Linked DNA regions of Anas platyrhynchos: region 2 is linked to region 1. Evidence: chromatin contacts called from public Hi-C data. All regions are on one chromosome and are shown on one strand. The core of a region is the stretch at or near the end of the contact, and the rest is flanking DNA. Distances in the headings are between cores, read along the strand shown. Region 1 overlaps MGLL (monoglyceride lipase). Region 2 holds the start of SEC61A1 (SEC61 translocon subunit alpha 1).

What was found. A called contact is a pair of places that touch in the nucleus more often than the background predicts.
Region 2: a contact with region 1 is called in a Hi-C map of F1 follicle, with 2.7 times the contacts expected there. The contact joins the promoter of SEC61A1 here to the enhancer-like site in region 1. A contact is called at or near these places in 6 of 8 Hi-C or Micro-C datasets (F1 follicle, F5 follicle, liver and 2 more).

What each region holds. Positions count from the first base shown.
Region 1 is chr13:11,619,191-11,622,465 of IASCAAS_PekinDuck_T2T, forward strand. It overlaps MGLL (monoglyceride lipase), which reads right to left. Exons shown (of 8, transcript XM_013092331.5): 8 at 2,511-3,275. Among named protein-coding and RNA genes, the nearest start is that of ABTB1, 34 kb to the left of the region's middle. Within about 2 kb of position 1,716, at least 5 of the 8 cell types and tissues checked have an H3K27ac peak or open chromatin away from gene starts, as enhancers often do. A contact at or near this core is called in F1 follicle and F5 follicle, where this site is marked.
Region 2 is chr13:11,748,316-11,751,590 of IASCAAS_PekinDuck_T2T, forward strand. SEC61A1 (SEC61 translocon subunit alpha 1) reads left to right here and starts at 1,794. Exons shown (of 12, transcript XM_027468055.3): 1 at 1,794-1,947. The coding sequence starts at 1,941.

The sequences.
Region 1 (3,275 bases), core at 466-2,965:
CTCTTTAATCTTTTGTCCTATTGCTTCTTTGCTAGCCGGGGTCATCCCAACACCATTCGTGCGAGGCTGTGACAGTGATGAATTGTGCAGGGCTGTGCTGAGACCTGCTCTAGAGGGAAGGAAAGTAAATACGTTAGTTACCACTCCTTGAGATATGCTTTTGGAGATGAAGGCTGATCTTTCATATCAAGGCTAGGATGACATTATATCTCTCCCTTCTGCTCAGAAGGTTTTATGCTAACACATTCTTGGCACGGCACAGCAGAACCACCAATATTTCTATGAATTTTATTAAGCTTGCTTCCATAACGGGAGCCAGCAATCTGCTCTCTCTAACTCCTTCCACCCTCCTCCTCCCTGGAAGTAAAACTGAACTTTTATCCAGGAGTTTTTAAACCAAGTTTGTTGGCGGCAAGTTCAACCTCTTTCAAATTCCCCAAAGCTCTTGTTAAGAAGCTGGGAATGCCTCGGGCAAATTGTCCAGAAAGATTTTCCTTCCGAGATGCTTCCCCTTGAGCACGGCATCTTCACAACTATTCAGGGCATGGGCTCTGTCCTGCTCCTCCTGGGATGACTGCTCCTTCCCTCCTCGATGCCTGGAGGAGATGGCGTTTCTTTATTCCCGCTGTTACTTCTGATCACGCCTGCAATCCAACAACAGCCTTTTCGGTCTGAAGGCACACAAGTGGAAAGTGTTTCTCTTGCTCTGCTGGCTGTAGGACTTTCACTGTGCTAAGAGGGCAGCTCAGGCGTGCGTGCAAACTTTTGGCATTCTCTGGGGGCCGGGGGCTTGCCAGTCACGCGAGTGCCCCCGTGCTGGGTTAGGATGCAGTGGGGGACGCGCACGCGCTCGGCACGGGAATAGTGGGCTTGGTGTTCAAAGTGCATGGGCTGGAAGCTGGGCTCTGCTGGCGCTTTTGATGTGGCCAGCACAAGGGCAGCCCTGTGCTGCGGGCAGGATGCTTGTCGCCTTCGCTCCAGCACAAAGCTGACCCCGCAACCCATGGTGAGGGAACATCCTTGTTTTTGCTCTGGATCGGGAAGCAGAGCTGTCTGCATCCAGCCCGTGCACCCCGCCAGCTTCAGGGTTTGTTTTGCTGGCCTGAGCAGAGCTGCGCTGGTGCTGCCAGTGTGTTTTTTGTTGAGATAAAGACAACGCTGTGGAAGGAGAGCTGCTGGCCTTGGGAAGGCTGGAGAGGCTCTGCTTCTCCTGGGGTTCTGCCCTGCGGTCAGCCAGGGGATGGCTGTGGGCCCTTCCTATGCTGCTGCAGGAAAGGTACCACTCATCCTTCCCACCTGAGCTCCACTGCTTCCCCTCTGTGTGTTATCTCTCAGGACAGCACAAGTGTTTTCCATGCTGGACATCCTGTCCTCCCCTCCGCTCCACCCCAGGCCAGGCAGGTCCCTCTGCCAAGTTTCCCTTGCTCACACATCAGCGCGACCCATCCCAGCTCCTCATTGATCCCATAGGAATTGTTTTGCATCCAAATTCCTGGAGTGCTTCCAGGCACTGAAGAGCTTCCCCTGCTTGCCCTGGTCCATGCAGGGCAGGGACGGGGTCAGCTGTCCCCCTTTACCGCAGTGTCACAGCAGAGGCCGGGGGACGCCTGCCCAGCCCAGAGAGGAGCCGCCAGCTCAGGGCAGCACAAGGCCTGGCACGAGCTGGGGGAACAGGCGCAAAGCCTCAGCCTCCTGCTGGCCTGTGGGGTCGGGCCACGAGCACGTGCTAAAAACAGCAAGGCCACCCACGGCCGTGACAGATCGCTGCGCCCCGGGTGGTGGTGGTGGTGGTGGTGTGGAAACGCTGGGTAAGACACACCGCCAGAAAGGAGGATGAGGATGATGAAGGGCGATGGACTGGGCACCGGTACCTGCAGGAGAGGATTCCTGCACCAGGGCACCCTGAATGCACCGAACTGGGGCTGGGCTGGCCGGGCTCTCACTCGCTTTGGGCACTGCCTGGCAGCTGGCGAGGGGCTGGCCCCACTCCCCGGCCCTCTTTGGACTCACAGCCAGGGACACGAGGTGGCATTTACCCTGCTGCTCTGCCTGGCCGCGGTGCGCATGCCTCCTGTTCCAACTGGGCACATTTCAGGACAGAAATAATATTTTAACGGGCTTGTGGAAGTGTGGGGAGCAGGTCTCAAAGCAGGCTGAGCTTGTCTGACATCGCAGGCTCCTCCGTCAGCTCCGGACCCCTGTCCCATGCGGGGCAGGAGAAGCACACGAGGAAACACTGCTGCAGTGCCCTGGTGGCTCTTGTTGGGCTGCTCCGGGCTACAGCAAACAGTAGCACAGGGCTTCCAAAAAAAACAACTTTTGAGCAGAAAGGCAACCTCCGACCCAGACCCCCTGGTCCATGGTGGCTGGGGAGCAAGCACCAGCCACAGCAGCAATGCGCAGGGGCTGCAGGTGCCCCTCCACAAGCTGGGTTTAATATCTTTGTGCCTCTCCCTTCTCACCCTCCAGAGACACGGTGGTTATAAATGATGCTCTCAAACACACTCCGCTCAGAAAACATAACTTTATTATTAGTTGCAATATACCTTGTATTCCTTTAAGAATTCTAAACTCGTATATGGTTTCCCACTGAAAATACGTGTATGTATATACGCTTTTATATATGTATATATATATATATAAATGTATTTTATTGAACTGGGACACAACGGAACAAGAGAGACAAGCTTGGAAATTACTTGGAAAAATAAATGTGATCTCCATGGATTTGTGCTGGCAGTGTGCTAAGGTAAGTGGTGTAAAAAGAACAGGCGAAATAGGAAATGTGATGGGTTGGGCGGAGGGGAATGGTCTCCCAGTGCTACAGGAGGTGGGTGACACAGGTGGGAGTTGCACGGTGCTATTGCTCGGTCACGGGTGCCACCGATTCTCCAAGGCAGACCAGTCTCCAGCACGTCTCTGCACAGCAATGCTCGTGAGGCCGGCCGTGCTCCCTGCAAACAGTACCTGCCGCTTGGAAATGGAGTTTAATTACATTTCCCCTGGCAGCAGCTCTGCTCATTACTAATCTGGTCAGCAAAGGGAGGGTTCCTCCGGGGCACAGTGAAACCAAACTGGGTCAATGTAAAGTAGTTTATGGGCAGGGGAAGGGAGCAGCAGGGAGCTGGAGTATGCGGGCTGAGAGCTGCAGCTGGTGCAAACCAGCCTCAGCTGATCCACGTGCATCTGCTGCTGGCTCCCTCCGGCCCTACTGGCTTCCCCACCTGAAAATCTCCACTCGCCGACCTGCCTGGAGGCAGGCAACATTGGGGCTT
Region 2 (3,275 bases), core at 544-3,043, 130 kb after region 1:
TAATAAACAGGTGTGACTTTGTATCCTGAGAAGCCAATTTTTAAGTACAGAATTAACACTGTGGAGGGGAAATAGAGTGAGACCCTAGAGTCTGACATTATCTATTTGTCAAAAGAGCAATTACAATAGAAGCAGTAGATTGACAAGCTTCCCCTCAGATTCTTTCAAAAATGCCCTAGCTTGATTTGGAGATAACACCTTTGAGAAGACATCTTACACAGATGTGTAAGATAAGTGGAGTCAACATTTCTCCAAAAGTGCTCATCAGCATCTCCGTTGAGCATGCAGTCTAGACAACTACCTAGACATCTGACTTCTAAATGGCTAAAAGCAGATGAGCTGTTTAGATAAGGACAAAGCCATGTTATCCTTTCTAATTTAACAGTGATCTGGCACAGCGATGCTATCAGCATCTCTCACAACAGTTTCCCTTATTTTCATAAATTTGGCAAAATTCTGGCATTTCACTGTTTGCTTCTACCATCAATCCACTGAATCCCTCTTGCTGATTCCTTGCTCAGACTTCCACGAAATTACTGCTAATTCTTCCCTCTCTTCCTCCAGACTTTGGCGAATCAAGTCACTGCCCCTGTAGTAAGCCAAGAAGATCTCACTAAAACAACTCCACATAGAATCATACAATCATTTAGGTTGGAAAAGACCTCTAAGATGATTGAGTCCAACCATTAACAGCAAAAACAGTTGTTTTCTCATTAATTGGAAATGGGTGGGATAAAACCAGTTTAGATAAACTGGATGTTTTAAAATAAGCTCCATCGGACAAGAGCTGACTGAAACATTTTCAGTGCCATTGGTAGATGTCTTTGATAACTCTTAGTAGAGATGCACAGCTCAGAAGCCTTGATCTGGGCAAAGATAATGTTGTGGTGGGGGGGAGGGAAGCAGGAAAGCAGGAAATGGGTGTGGAAATGGGAATTAGGCCTAGTTATTTTAAAGTTAATCTCAGGAAAGAGGGGATTGACTAATCAAACAAACCATACCTAAGTGCCTGGAAACTAATGAGATTTGTGGAAGCCACTACTGGTTTCACACTCTATACACTAATTGCTTTGTATCGGTACGTCTATTGGTTTTTCTCTTTCCTCAAACTTCTGTTTACCCTTAGTTTTCAGACAAAGGATAAGTTCTTCTATAAATGCAAATCAGACAAGACAGTATGATACTATCAGAAACATCTTCAGCAGCAAGTCAATGTGACCGCTTTTCACTTGTTGGCACTCCTGTGTGGCATAGAAGTGCACTGATATGCCAGGGCTTCATGGACACATGACATGATGTTGCACATTTTTACCAGTGAATTTATATTTTCTTAGAGGCCCAGGTTGGCCTGGCTGTGTTAGACCCAGCCTCAGGCGCACAGCATTGTGTGACACCGCCGGCTGCCATTTTGTGCGGGGGTGCGTGGGGAGTTTCTTAATGCAGGAAAAGGTCTAAAAAATTATTTTCTGTAGATATAAAAGCACAAAACGGATGAAAAGAGTTTATTCATGTATTTATTTATCTCTTGGAATCTCTTAAACCAAAGCCAGGATCCCTGGCTGCTGAAACATGGGGTCTTCAACACAACTTGCGACCCCGACGCCTCGCCTCCTACGCGCCACTCTCACACCTCATTAAGATGGCGGCCGGCAGCCGCGAGACTACAACTCCCACCCATCCGCGCGCCCCGCCTCCACCACCCGATTGGTTGCATTGATTTGAAAGGCCCCAATGAGCACCCGCGGTGTCTGGCGGGCGGGCTGTACCCCCCGAGCGGTGCATGCTGGGACTTGTAGTCTCCTCGCCGCAGGGTTTGCGGCGGCGCTGTGGGACGCGGCGCGTGGCAGGAAGCGGAAGGGGCAGGGGGCGGCCGGGCTCAGTCCTGACGTGTCCCTGCCGGGCCGCCGCCACCGCGCTCCTCGCTCCCGACCGGGGCCGCCATGGGCAGTGAGTGCCGGGGGTGGGGGCTCGGGGGCAGAGGGATGAGGGGATGAGGGGCTGGGGGGCTCGGGGGTGCGGGCTGAGGGGGCGCAGCGCTGCCCCCGCCAGCTCCCAGGCCGCTGGGCCCGCGGCCAGGCCTCGCTGCCCCGCTCTGGGGGTGCCCCCTGGCTTGGCGGGTTTCTCTTCAGGGGATTTCGCGTTTTCTTCGCTCTCCGGAGTGCCCCGTGCTGCCCAGCCCGGCTCTAGCAGGCACAGAGAGGCAGGGATGGGCTGTCAGGTGGGGGCTGGTCATGGTGGTGCGGCCAAGGAGCGGTGCTGTTGTCAGTAGGCAGTCGGGGAGGAAACCCAGGGAATTGAGCTCTGCGCCTCTCCTATGAAGAAAGGCTGAGAGAGCTGGGGCTGTGCAGGTATAGAAGGGAAGGCTTCAGGGGGACCTCGTTGTGACCTTTCAGTACTTGAAGGGGACTCAAAAAAGACAGAGAGCGACTCTTATTAATCGGGTACTGGCATGACAATGGGAATGGTTTTAAACTAAAAGAGAGAGGAGGTTTAGATCAGAGGTAGGAGGACATTCGTCACTCAGAGAGGAGTGAGGCACTGGAACAGGTTGCCCAGGAGGTTATGGATGCCCCATCCTTGGAGGTGTTCAAGGCCAGGCTGGATGAGGCCCTGGGCAGCCTGATCTAGTGGCAGGTGTCCCTGCCTATGGCAGGGGGTTGGAACTGGGTGATCTTTGAGGCCCCTTCCAACCCAGGCCATTCTATGAAAGTCTTCCTAGGCTTGTTAGCATGAGGAGGAACATGCCAGCCTCTTGAAAAGCATCTTAAGCAATCTTTATTTATCTGAGGTGTAGGAGAGGCTCACAGCATGGTTAAGGTTTAAAACCACAATCTGGTGTACCTTCTTCAGGCTAGTAATAGTTTGAAATTAAGAAATGCTAAACTTGCCGCCTTCCACAAATAATTAGAAGGTTATTGGTAGTTTCAGTTCCTCTGCGTTGTCTTAAGCATTTTAATTCAGTACAAAATGTATGTGCAGTCTTAGGTTTGCCTTGAGAAGTTTAGCATTAACTGTTCCGAATCAGATCTGATTGCTCATAGGTGAACTTCTGACATTGCAGATACTGTTCTTTTGTGGTTTGATTTTTTTTTTTTCTAAGACTAAGACAGATAGCTTTGACTCTTCTGTTGTAGGAATATGTCCTTTAAACTAGGAGGAGGTCAGTGCATGTGAACTTCATGAAAGTAACTTGAACTGTTGCACGTGAACAGTATGTGGGAATTCTTCAGCTGTATGTCTCAAAAGTAACCCCTGAATTGAAGCTGTCTCGGGTT